Regions from separate parts of the Sus scrofa genome. Here region 2 is linked to region 1. Evidence: chromatin contacts called from public Hi-C data. All regions are on one chromosome and are shown on one strand. The core of a region is the stretch at or near the end of the contact, and the rest is flanking DNA. Distances in the headings are between cores, read along the strand shown. Region 1 holds the start of KHSRP (far upstream element-binding protein 2). Region 2 holds the start of ALKBH7 (alpha-ketoglutarate-dependent dioxygenase alkB homolog 7, mitochondrial).

Region 1 (5,322 bases), core at 1,271-3,770:
GTCCCCTCAACCCCAAAGCCAAGACAGCAGAGTAGAAGAGATCAACCCCAGACTTCCTCAATCCCACTACTAGCACCTAGCGGGAAAATGATGGTGGTCCCTGAGCCCTTCCAGCTAAGGACCAAATCTGCCCTGGGGAAGTCAGGCAGATCACTGAGTTGATAATTTTGGCTGCTATGAATAATGTTGCATGCCCCAGGGCCAATAAAACCATATTAACATGGGGCCTCAACAAAACCACCTGCACTTCCCTGGCTTACTTAACAGGCAGGGAGAAACAATCTCAAGAACTTACAATTTAGACCTGGTCAAGTCAATCTGCCCTCCTCTCAGCCACCTGATACCTCAGGATGGCAGCCCAAACAAAAAGAATGAACAAAGCTGGGACCAGGGAGGTTTTAATAGCAGCAGCCCCCCCCCCCAAGCCCCCAACCACATTCAAACAAAGGCACTTCGCTCTCTGCCCCCCCCAGCAGGTAGTTACCTCCATCTTCTAACTGCCTCTTTTGGCCCCCAAAACCAAAATCAGGAGTGCTGTTATTCACTGTTGTAGCAGCATCGCCTCCAATTTTGGCTGCGATCTAGAAATAAAGTTGTAAGCAGAGAAGAATCACCACCTAAGACTACCCTCCATGCTGCAGATCATCCTCTCACTCTCCCCTCTCTGAGTCCTAAGAACCCAATGGGTCTTGCTATCTAGCCTGGGAGTGGCTTTCCCCAGATTTAGGAAACAGCCTGTTGGTTAAAACCTTCTAGAATTTTCATCTAAGGTCTTAGAGTTTAAGAGTTATTTGGGAATTTAAAAACTTCCCTTCTCTATGGTACTTATGCCTAAATCGTTTGTGCCAGACTGTAATCCCCACTGACTTGTTCTAGGGGTGAAAGGAACAGAAGTTCAGGTGCCAGGGAAGGTCCTCAGATCACCTCCTAAGAGAGGGAACTTTCAGAAACTTCCTTCCCTAAGTGCTCACTCCTCTGGGATGCTGAAGAGCACGGTTCTCCTTCATCTTCATCACCCTTAAAATCTTTGCATTTGTTGAACAAATTTTAGGGAGGGTTTTGGTTCAAGTCATCTGAAACCTTCATTTGACCAAAATAAAAGGCCTTTTGGAACACATGTTACATTTTAAACACACAAACAGCAACTTCAAATAAATCCCAACAAATTTAAAACCAGAGTCTGCTGGTGGGATTATTACAAATGTTCCAAAAAAACACAAACCATAAACTGAGGATCTATCTTTTCACCTCTTCATTTTTTTAAAAAAACAATTTGAGCCAAAGCTCTTGGGATGCCCAGATGTGGCCTTATCCCACTCCAACAGACAGCACCAACTCCCCAAGTTATAGCTGCTTCTCAATCAAGACAGTAATGGGGTGGGCAACCAGATCAATTGCACTATTCCACTTCAGAGGTGAAAGACACAGACCACACTGGGAGGGGAACAGGGCGTTCACCTAACGGGACCTCCCACCCTGTCCTGGAGGCAGTGGGACGAACCCTGAGTGAGAAAGCACTCAATGGCCTGAGCCAGGTCTGCTTCCTGAAAGGGCGGCAAAGTGCTGCCTTTCTATGGGCCTCCTCCCCTCAGACTGTGGGGAGGCCGAGAATGGGGCCAGGGAGGTCAGTCCGACAAGCATGTGACCCCCCTGTGTAGTCATCATGCCCCTAAACACAGTGGTGGGACCCTTCCCCTCTTTCCCCAAGACAAACCAAGCTTTCGAGCCACCAGAAGCATCAAAAAGACCAGCTCCTATGCCCACCCTCCCCATTTCATCTAAGTGCTTGGCCACTCTTTGGTAGCCAAAGGGTCCTCCTTCCACTTTCTGGGCTCAAAAGGAAAGACTTTTCCCCCACCAAAGTCCCTCCTTCTCGGGGAGCAGGCAGGGCTCTTTGCCCTCAAGGGAGATGGGGGCAGAGTTAGATCTTCTCCCTGGGAAGACGGACCCTTGCTTCCAGAAGTGGAGCTTGGGGTGGTGGGGGGAAGTCCACTAAGTGAGTCCCCGCGCTCCCGAGCCCCTGCACACCCAGGGGCCGCTCTGGGTGACCCCCCGGACGACCCTTCCTCCTGCAGGGGGTCAACCTGAGGGGGGGGCACTCCAGACGTCGGGGGAGGCCCAGGCCCCCACCTACCGCCCCACGTGACCTCGCGGCGGCCCCGGCCCCCCCCTCGCCTCGCGACCCCGCGCGCGCGCGCACGTGACCCCGCCCCCTCCCCCGCCCGCCCGCGCGCGCGCCCCTCAGGCCCGCGGCCTCCTCACCTGGCGGGCCCGCTGCACCGCGTCGGCGAAGGCGTCCTTGCGGATCCCCGGGCCGCCCCCGCCAGGCGGCTGCGAGGGGCCCCCGGCCGACCCCCCGCCCGGGCCGCCGCCTCCAGGGCCGCCGCCACCCCGGTCCCCCGCGCCCGGCGGGCCCGGCGGAGGGCCTCCCCCGGCGCCCCCGGCTCCTCCGGATCCCCCGCCCCCGCCGGCAGGTGGCGGCGGCCCGGGCGGGGGTCCTCCCGTGCTGTAGTCCGACATGGCGCGGCGGGGCCGGGCCTGGCGCGGAGGCTGAAGCTGAGGAGGAGGCGGCGGCAGCGGCGGCTCAACGCGGGAACAAGGCCTCGCTCCACACGGCCGCGGAGCACTCTGGGAACCCAGCGGCTGGGAAGACGACGAGGAGGGAGAGGGACGCCCCTCCCGACGCCGGCTTGATGGACGGTGCCGCAGGGCCAATGGGAGGTGGCCGCCGCTCCCAGGACCCCAATCGCAGGCTCTGGAGGCTAGCGGCCAATCGGAGTTCCGCGAGAGGCAGTGGGCGGGAGGCGCCGCGAGATCGACAGCTCTCGGAGGCAATGGGCTGCGGGTTGCCGGCACTGGGCGGGCAAATCGAAGCGATCCGAGAAGGCTGGAGGCCCAATGAAGCGGGAGTTCCAGAATCGCGGGGCGGCTTCAGAACCGGATTGACGGCTCCGAAGAGTCAAGTGGACAGGAAGGAGGGGCCTGGCGAAAGGGTTCTTTTGAACGGGCTGGGCAGGAGCCGGGTGAGATAGTCAGGTACGCAAGCCAATAAGTACACAGGAAAGGCGGTTCTTGTAGAGATTGGCAGTCATCCTAACCCAGTCTCTGACGGGTTCTGTGTGATGGGCTTGCATTTAGGGAGGATTACTTTCCCTGTTAACCAGAATCCTTTTCTAGTCGTGTCTTCTAAGCCAATCGCTGAGCGCCGGGGGCGGGTGTAAGGTGACTGACTCTGTTCGGGACAAACGGTAATGAAGGAAATAAAGGTGCCTGGTTTTGGTGGGAGCCAGTGGAAGCGCAGCTGCATTGGGGCGGAGCTGGCCACCAAGCGGCGGGAGGGGATTAGCCAGAGCCGAAGTGAATGGCAGCCAACGTGGGCACTGGCGATCGGCTGGCGGAATTCAGGCCTGTCGTCTGGGTTAGCGCCCTAGGAGCCTAGCTGGGGAGGCCAGGCACGTGGCCTGCTTGAGGCCTCGGTGACGGGTGCCTCAGGGGGTGGGGTGGCCCGAGAGCAAGAGGAAATCCGTTGATGCTCTGTACCTACCTCCTTCTCCTCTCTCCACCCGGGGATCTTAGAGCTTCCACTTCTCTTTCAGGACTCGGAACCAGCTCCCCTCCTGAACTCAAGGGTCGAGGGCCTTTGGTTCCCTCCCAGGACCCAGGGATCCTAGATTCTAACTCCATACTCCACAGTCGCTTCACATAAGGTCCTTGGATATGAACTCCAGGCTCTGATCCCAGGCCCCTCAGTTTCTCTCCTGGACCCAAGGCATCGTCGGGGCTTCAGTTCCCATTCAGAACGGAGGGGCCCATAATACCTGCCCCTCCTCCAAATCCCAGGGGTCCCATATGTCCAGCTCCTCTCTTGGGCCCAGATATTGGAAGCACCCAGCTTCCTCTTAGACTCAGGGTATTCCAGGTCCGCAGGTTACACCATGGAGCCAGGTATCCAGGTCCCCAGCTGCCCTCCTGGACCCAGGTATCCCAGACACGAACAGCAGAAACCATCTCTTTATTCCTGGTTGTCTCTACATTCACCCTTTTGCCTTGGAAGCAGAACAAGTAACAACCAGACAAAGTGGACTCCAGATTAGTCCCAGGCTGCACCCTGGGGAGGAGGCCCCAGGAATCTTCTGACCCAGGCCCCGAGCCTACTTCTGACAAAAAATGCCCTGAGTCCCAAGCCTGGAGGAAGGACTCTTTGGAGCCAGGGGACACTGGATCCTCCTGTCCATTTCTGCCCAGGGCATGTTGCCTAGCTCACTGCTTACACATCCAGGGTCTTCTTCATGGCTTCATATACCACGTAGCTGATACCACCTGCTGGCAACACCTTCAGCAATGTGGGGGTCATGCCTCGGTACAGCCCTGGCCAGCCCTGCTGGGCCAGGATCCTCTGGAAGACTCCACACATGGTGGGGTTCGTACCCTCCGCAGTGTCTGCAGGGACAGGGGCAAGCTAAGAGCCAGGGGCCAGAGATGATTTGGCCTCCTGGGGGCGGGGCTGGAATTTTGGGGAATGGGGAGTGAAGTCAGGAGCAGGGGATCTGGGTGTTAGTTCGAAAGAAGTTTGGAAGAAGAGTTCCTGCTGGATCAGTGGTGTCTCTGGAACACTGGGACCCAGGTTCAGTCTCCAACCCAACACAGTGGTTTAGGGATCCAGCATCGCCACAGCTGCAATGTAGATCATAGCTTTGGCTTGATCTGATCCCTGGCCCAGGAATTCCTGTGTCCCGATTCGGCCAAAAAAGAATTAAAAACGAAAAAGAAGAAGTTTGGAAGCTTTTAGAGGAAATTGGCCAGTTTGGGTAGAGTGAGGGGCAGGAATTTTCATGATTTTTATTTTCTTTTTAGGGCCACACCTGCAGCATGTGTAAGTTTCCAGGCTAGGGGTCTAATCAGAGCTGTAGCTGTCACCCTATGCCACAGCTGCTCCAACTTGGGATCTGAGCCACATCTGTGACCTACACTGCAGCTTGTAGCAATGCCAGGTCCTTAACCCACTGAGCAAGGCCAGGGATCAAACCTGCATCCTCATGGATACTAGTTGGGTTCTTAACCTGATGAACCATAACAGGAACTCCTCAGGATTTGTTTTTTATTTAATTTTTTTGTCTTTTTGCCTTTTCTAGGGCCGCTCCTGCAGCATATGGAGGTTCCCAGGCTAGGGGTCTAATCGGAGCTCTAGCCACCAGCCTATGCCAGAGCCACAGCAATGCGGGATCCGAGCCACGTCTGCAACCTACACCACAGCTCACAGCAACGCCAGATCCTTAACCCGCTGAGCAAGGGCAGGGACCGAACCCGCAACCTCATGGTTCC
Region 2 (5,322 bases), core at 997-3,496, 47 kb before region 1:
GGTCAGGGTTGGGAATAAAAATGCAGGAGGCTCTGGCATTTGGCACAGTGATCACTAGTGGCGCTAAATATCAATTCAGTGCTGCAGGGGCCAGAAGCCAGATTGGAGTGGACCCAGAGAGACGGGGTGGGAAAATATCGGAGCTGGACAAATCTTTCGAGGAATTTTGCTGTCGAGGAGAGCAGAAAACATGGGTCTGTCTTTGAAGAGTACTGAGGTCAATGTTTTGTTTTTTTTAAATTCAGAGGACTTTTTAATTTGGCTTCATTCATTGGTTACATTTGGCTGAACTTTGCATTCCACACAACTTAAAATACACACAAAAGCAGAGAAACTAGGATAATGAGTCTCAAGTACCCATTGCACCAAGTCAACAATGACCAGCTCAAGGCTGATTGTGATTCTTCGATCCCCTCCGGCCCCCAGCCCTGGATTGCTTTGAAGCAAATCCCAGCTTTTCATTTCATCTATTTCAGTATGTATTTCTGAAGGATAAGGAATATTTATTTCTCAAAAAACTGAAAACAGAACTACCACAACTACCACATGACCCAGCAATTCCACTCCTGGGTATATACCCACAACAAAAACACTAATTAGAAAAGATACATGCACCCCTATATTCACAGTAGCATTATTTACAACAGCCGAGATATGGAAGCAGTCTAAGTTTCCAGTGTCCATCAACAGACAAATACATAAAGACGTGGTGTATATATAATGGAATACTACTTAGCCGCTAAAAAGAATGAAATTTTGTCATTTTCAGCAACATTGATGGACTTGGAGGGCATTATGCAAAGTGAATTAAGTCAGAGAGACAAATACTGTATGATATCACTTCCATGTGGAATCTAAAATATACAACAAACTAGAGAATAAAACAAAAAAGAAACTGACTTAAAGAGAACAAACTAGTGGTTACCAGTGGGGAGGAGGAGGGGGGTGGGGCAAGACAGGGGAGGGAGAAAAGGGGGTTATTATGGGATTATGTAAAATCATGTGTGTGTGTGTGAAAATTTGGAAATTGTAAAGCACTACAGAATTTAAAGAATCTTTCAGGAGTTCCCAGTCATGGCTCAGTGGAATCTGAGTAGCATCCATGAGGACAAAGGTTCAATCTCTGACCTTGCACAGTGGGTTAAGGATCGACATTGATGAGCTGTGGTGTAAGTCGAAGATACAGCTCAGACCCCACGTTGCTGTGGCTGTGCTTGTGGTGTAGGCCAGCAGCTACAGCTCGAATTCAACCCCTAGTCTGGGAACCTCCATATGCCGCGGGTGCCCCCGCTAAAAAGATAAATAAATAAATAAGCAAACAAACAATAAAGAATCTTTCATTCAAAAAAAGTTAATTGCAAATAAGTAAATAAAAGGAATTTTTAAAATGACAACCACAATACCATTTTCAAGCCTAAAAAAGGAAAAATACTTACCACGGGTGAATATTCAGCCAATGTCCAAATTTCCCCCGTTGTCTATTTTTTAGTTTGTTCCAATCAGAATCAAACTAAGGTCCATACATCACCACTGGTGGATAGATCTCTAAGTGTCCTGTAACTGCAGGTTTCCCGTTAATTTCTCAATCTCTCCCTATTTTTCTTCTCTTTCCTTGAAATTCACTTGTTGGAGAAGCAGGGTCCTTTGTCCTGTGGACTTTCCCACTTTCTGGTTTTTGTTGATTGGGTCCTGTCCTTGATATTTCCAGTGTATGAATCTAGACAAGTGTGATGGGATTCAGGTTCTGCTTTTTGGCAAGTGATCTGCCAGCAGGAGGCACATTAAATCCAGTTCCCCTCTTTTCAAGATGTTAGGAGCTGTTTGGTCTCTGTCTATATCCACCAATAGTCCAATAGGGCTGCAAAATGGTGTCATGCCAATTCTGTCACTGAAGGAAGGGGATTTTTTGTTTATATCCTGCTTTTAAGATGGGAGCCAGCCCGTATGCGGGTGGGAATGACCCAGTAGAGAGGGGGTAACGGGACGTGCTTCGTTTTGACTTTTGGCTGAAACCCCTAACTCCACAAATCTGGCCCCAGCCCATAATCATAGGCTGGAGGTCATTCCCCTGACCCCTACATCTCAGCCCGACTGTACTCTACCCGCATCCTCCAGACCTGGCCGACTTCATAGCCTCGGCCCAATCCTTCTATGACCCCTGACCTCTGACCCCAAGCCAGATCTCGCCTTTGCCCCTTTCCCCCTCCCCGCCTCCGCCCCCTGAAGGACGGACAGCCAGTAGTCTGAGTTACAGCGGTCGATGGCGTCCAATAGGGCAGGAGAGGAGACGGGTTCTGGGGAGAGCCAACAGTTTGGGACGCCCAGCCGAGTAATAACCAGTAGCCTTGAGCGAGAGGCGGGACTCTAAGGGAAACCAATCACTGGAGGGACTCCAAGCAGCCACAGCCAATGGTTCTGGGGCTAGGGCGTGGCCCTGACCCCCCGCCGCTTCCAAGATCCGGCTACGGAACTATGGCAGGGGGCGGGCAGCTGGCGCTGCGAACGCTGTCTGGACACGGTTGGGTGAGGGGCTCGGGTCCGGCTCTCCTTAGCCGCCTGCGGGACGCCGCTGTGGTGCGGCCCGGCTTCCTGAGCGCGGCCGAAGAGGAGACACTGAGCCGCGAGTTGGAACCTGAGCTACGCCGTCGCCGATACGAATACGACCACTGGGACGCGGTGAGGCTGGCGGCGCTGGGGGGCCGGACTGCGGAGCTACGGAGGGGCGGAGCCTGGGGCGTTATGGGTGGGAAGAGTGGAGCGCTGGATGTTCAGGGCTACTGTTGTGGGCGGGACCTGGGGTGGGGGGCGGAGTCTTGAAGCTTGGAGGGGTTTAGGGGCACCTAAACAGTTTTGGAAAATGACAGCAAGGGCCAGAACTAAAGGCAGAACCTGGAACTAGGGGGTGTTTGGAGGACAGAACCAAAGTTAGGGACGGGGACGGGTGTGGAGCGAGATGATGGAAAGTCAGGGGCTGGGGTTGAAGACCAGGGAACTGGTGTTGGGTAGGATCAAACTGTGAATATCGGGGACTGGCCAGCAATGGGGCCGGGATCTGGGACTGAATTGAAGCCTCAGGGTGGATAGAAAGGACTGAGGCCAGCTAGATGGGGCAGGGGTTGGGTTTTGAGACCCAGGATCATCAGGTTGATAGGGTCAAGGTTGTGAATTGAGGGTGGGGTCAAGTGTTCTGCTGGGAAAACCAGCCCTTTGCTTTGTACTTCCACCAGCTTTTTCCTTCCCACCCCCAGCCCCAAACCCATACTTCAGTTTCCCTGTTCTCCCTGGAAGCTTCCAGCCTTGACTTTAGCTCTCTGGGCAGGCCATCCATGGCTTCCGAGAGACTGAGAAGTCACGCTGGTCAGAGGCAAGCAGGGTCATCCTGCAGCGTGTGCAGGCGGCCGCTTTTGGCCCTGGCCAGAGCCTGCTCTCCTCAGTGCACGTGCTGGACCTGGAACCTCGGGGCTACATCAAGCCACACGTAGACAGCATCAAGGTGGGCAGAGACCCGTGCCTTAGAGCTCCCAGCTGGGCGTGAGCCGGCCAAGCCAAAGATTGACTTACCCTCCATGTTCCCTCTTCCAGTTCTGCGGATCCACCATTGCCGGCCTGTCCCTGCTGTCTCCCAGTGTCATGCGGCTGGTGCACACTCAGGAGCCAGGGGAGTGGCTGGAACTCCTGCTGGAGCCAGGCTCCCTCTACATTCTTAGGTACCGGCACCCAAGGAGCCCCCACCCTACCAGTAACTCCTGAGACACCCACCCAGCACTTTTGGTCATTCAGCCCTCACAGCAAACTCCACCCCCTATTGGCAGGCACTCTGCCTGGACTAGGGGCTGCCACCAGCCCACCCACCATACTGTTTTGTCTTGCAGGGACTCGGCCCGTTACGACTTCTCCCATGAGATCCTTCGGGATGAAGAATCCTTTTTTGGAGAGCGTCGGATTCCCCGAGGCCGACGCATCTCAGTGATCTGCCGCTCCCTCCCTGAGGGTATGGGATCAGGGGAGCCCCGGCAGCCACCCCCAGCCTGCTGACCTTCTCGAAGCTTCATAAGACACCTGTGTTTAGTGGATAAAGTTGGAGAATGGACAAGCTGGCCTTCCTGCCTGTTGGTGGGGGGCTGGAGTTGCAGGGGAAGCCCAGGACCCCACCACACCCACCAGGAGCTCCCCCAGCTCAACACATAGTCATGGGGCCAGAGGAGCAGTTTCCTTTATTGTGCCCCTTGCTGGCAGCCCCAGCCCACCTCCCCTTCTCTTCTCAGCATCCAAGTCTCCAATAATAAGCAGAGCTCCTCCAGTGGGTGCAGGGCCCCAGGCCCGGCATCTTTAGTCGCTGCAGGCACAGGCTGCTGCGGAGAGCTGGGGCAGCCGCTGCCAGCGGTGTCGGTCATCGAGGAAGGCCACGTCGGCATAGCGGGTGGGCCGGCAGCAGGGCCCACCATGGGCTCGGCCCTGGCCCCGAAGCCGGGCCAATGTCAGGCCATGCTGGGTGCGGGCACCGCGGGGACAGCTGCCAGCGCAGTAGTGGAAGATGACCATCTCCTCTGAGGTGTAGCCCAAGCCCAGCTCGGCCACGGGCAAGGGCAGGCTCCACAACTGGCATGGGCCAGCCAGGGCTCGGGGCAGGCGGGCGCCTGTGGGGACGAGGAGCAACTGATAGTCAGGGTCTGGGCAAGAAGGAGTTGGGGAGCACACAGGGTTCTGGGGGTGCTTACCCAGCTGTGTCCTCTGGATCCCTCTGTCTGCTGCTGGCTGGGATGAGAGCTCTCCTTCCACCACTGGAGTCCCCCAGGCCCCAGGGTCCCCGCCAAGGTCCAAATGCAGGATCAGGAGTAGCAGCAAGCTGAGCATGACTCTTCCCATGGCCATGATGATGGGCAGGTCCTGAAGATGGGGATGCCCCGGCCCTCAATTTATCCCCCTGCCTGAGCCAGAGAGGTAACCTCTTCGCTGCCGGCTGCACGAGGGCCCCCACGTACCACACCTTGGGCCCAGGCAGCCCTGCTCCTGCCCCACACACCATCCTTCTAAGAGTTAAGGGCGCACACACCCCCCAACACCCCATCCAGACATTCCAGACCTATTTCCGACACCCCCTCCGCCCCCTGATTTATGAGTGTTGTGGCGGCAGCCAGGGCCAAGCCCAGAGCGGGCAACCAGGGTCCCCACCCTACCTGCTATCTTGAGGATAAGGTGGGGGCCCTGGTGGGATCCCTCCCACTCAAGAGTGCTGGGGCTCAATAACCCCTGCATTGAGCACCAGGGGGAGCAGATGTGTGTGTGGGGAAAGAGGCAGGTCGGCAGGTGGGTGAGGTGACC

The links. Hi-C and Micro-C count contacts between places; a contact is called where the count stands out from the background.
Region 2: a Hi-C map of skeletal muscle shows a contact between it and region 1, with 3 times the contacts expected there. The contact joins the promoter of ALKBH7 here to the promoter of KHSRP in region 1. A contact is called at or near these places in 7 of 47 Hi-C or Micro-C datasets (brain, epiblast stem cells, heart right ventricle and 2 more) and 1 of 2 datasets of contacts at active chromatin or transcription factors (alveolar macrophages).

Annotation. Positions count from the first base shown.
Region 1 is chr2:72,654,149-72,659,470 of Sscrofa11.1, reverse strand. KHSRP (far upstream element-binding protein 2) reads right to left here and starts at 2,520. Exons shown (of 20, transcript XM_021083987.1): 1 at 2,263-2,520; 2 at 485-581. The coding sequence starts at 2,520. SLC25A41 (solute carrier family 25 member 41) reads right to left here. Exons shown (of 7, transcript XM_021083988.1): 7 at 4,231-4,440. The coding sequence ends at 4,268.
Region 2 is chr2:72,700,848-72,706,169 of Sscrofa11.1, reverse strand. ALKBH7 (alpha-ketoglutarate-dependent dioxygenase alkB homolog 7, mitochondrial) reads left to right here and starts at 2,246. Exons shown (of 3, transcript XM_013994719.2): 1 at 2,246-2,676; 2 at 3,583-3,707; 3 at 3,873-4,093. The coding sequence starts at 2,410. The coding sequence ends at 4,035. It overlaps ACER1 (alkaline ceramidase 1), which reads right to left and starts at 1,567. Exons shown (of 7, transcript XM_021083989.1): 1 at 1,437-1,567. PSPN (persephin) reads right to left here. Exons shown (of 1, transcript XM_021083991.1): 1 at 4,196-5,322. The coding sequence starts at 4,872. The coding sequence ends at 4,330.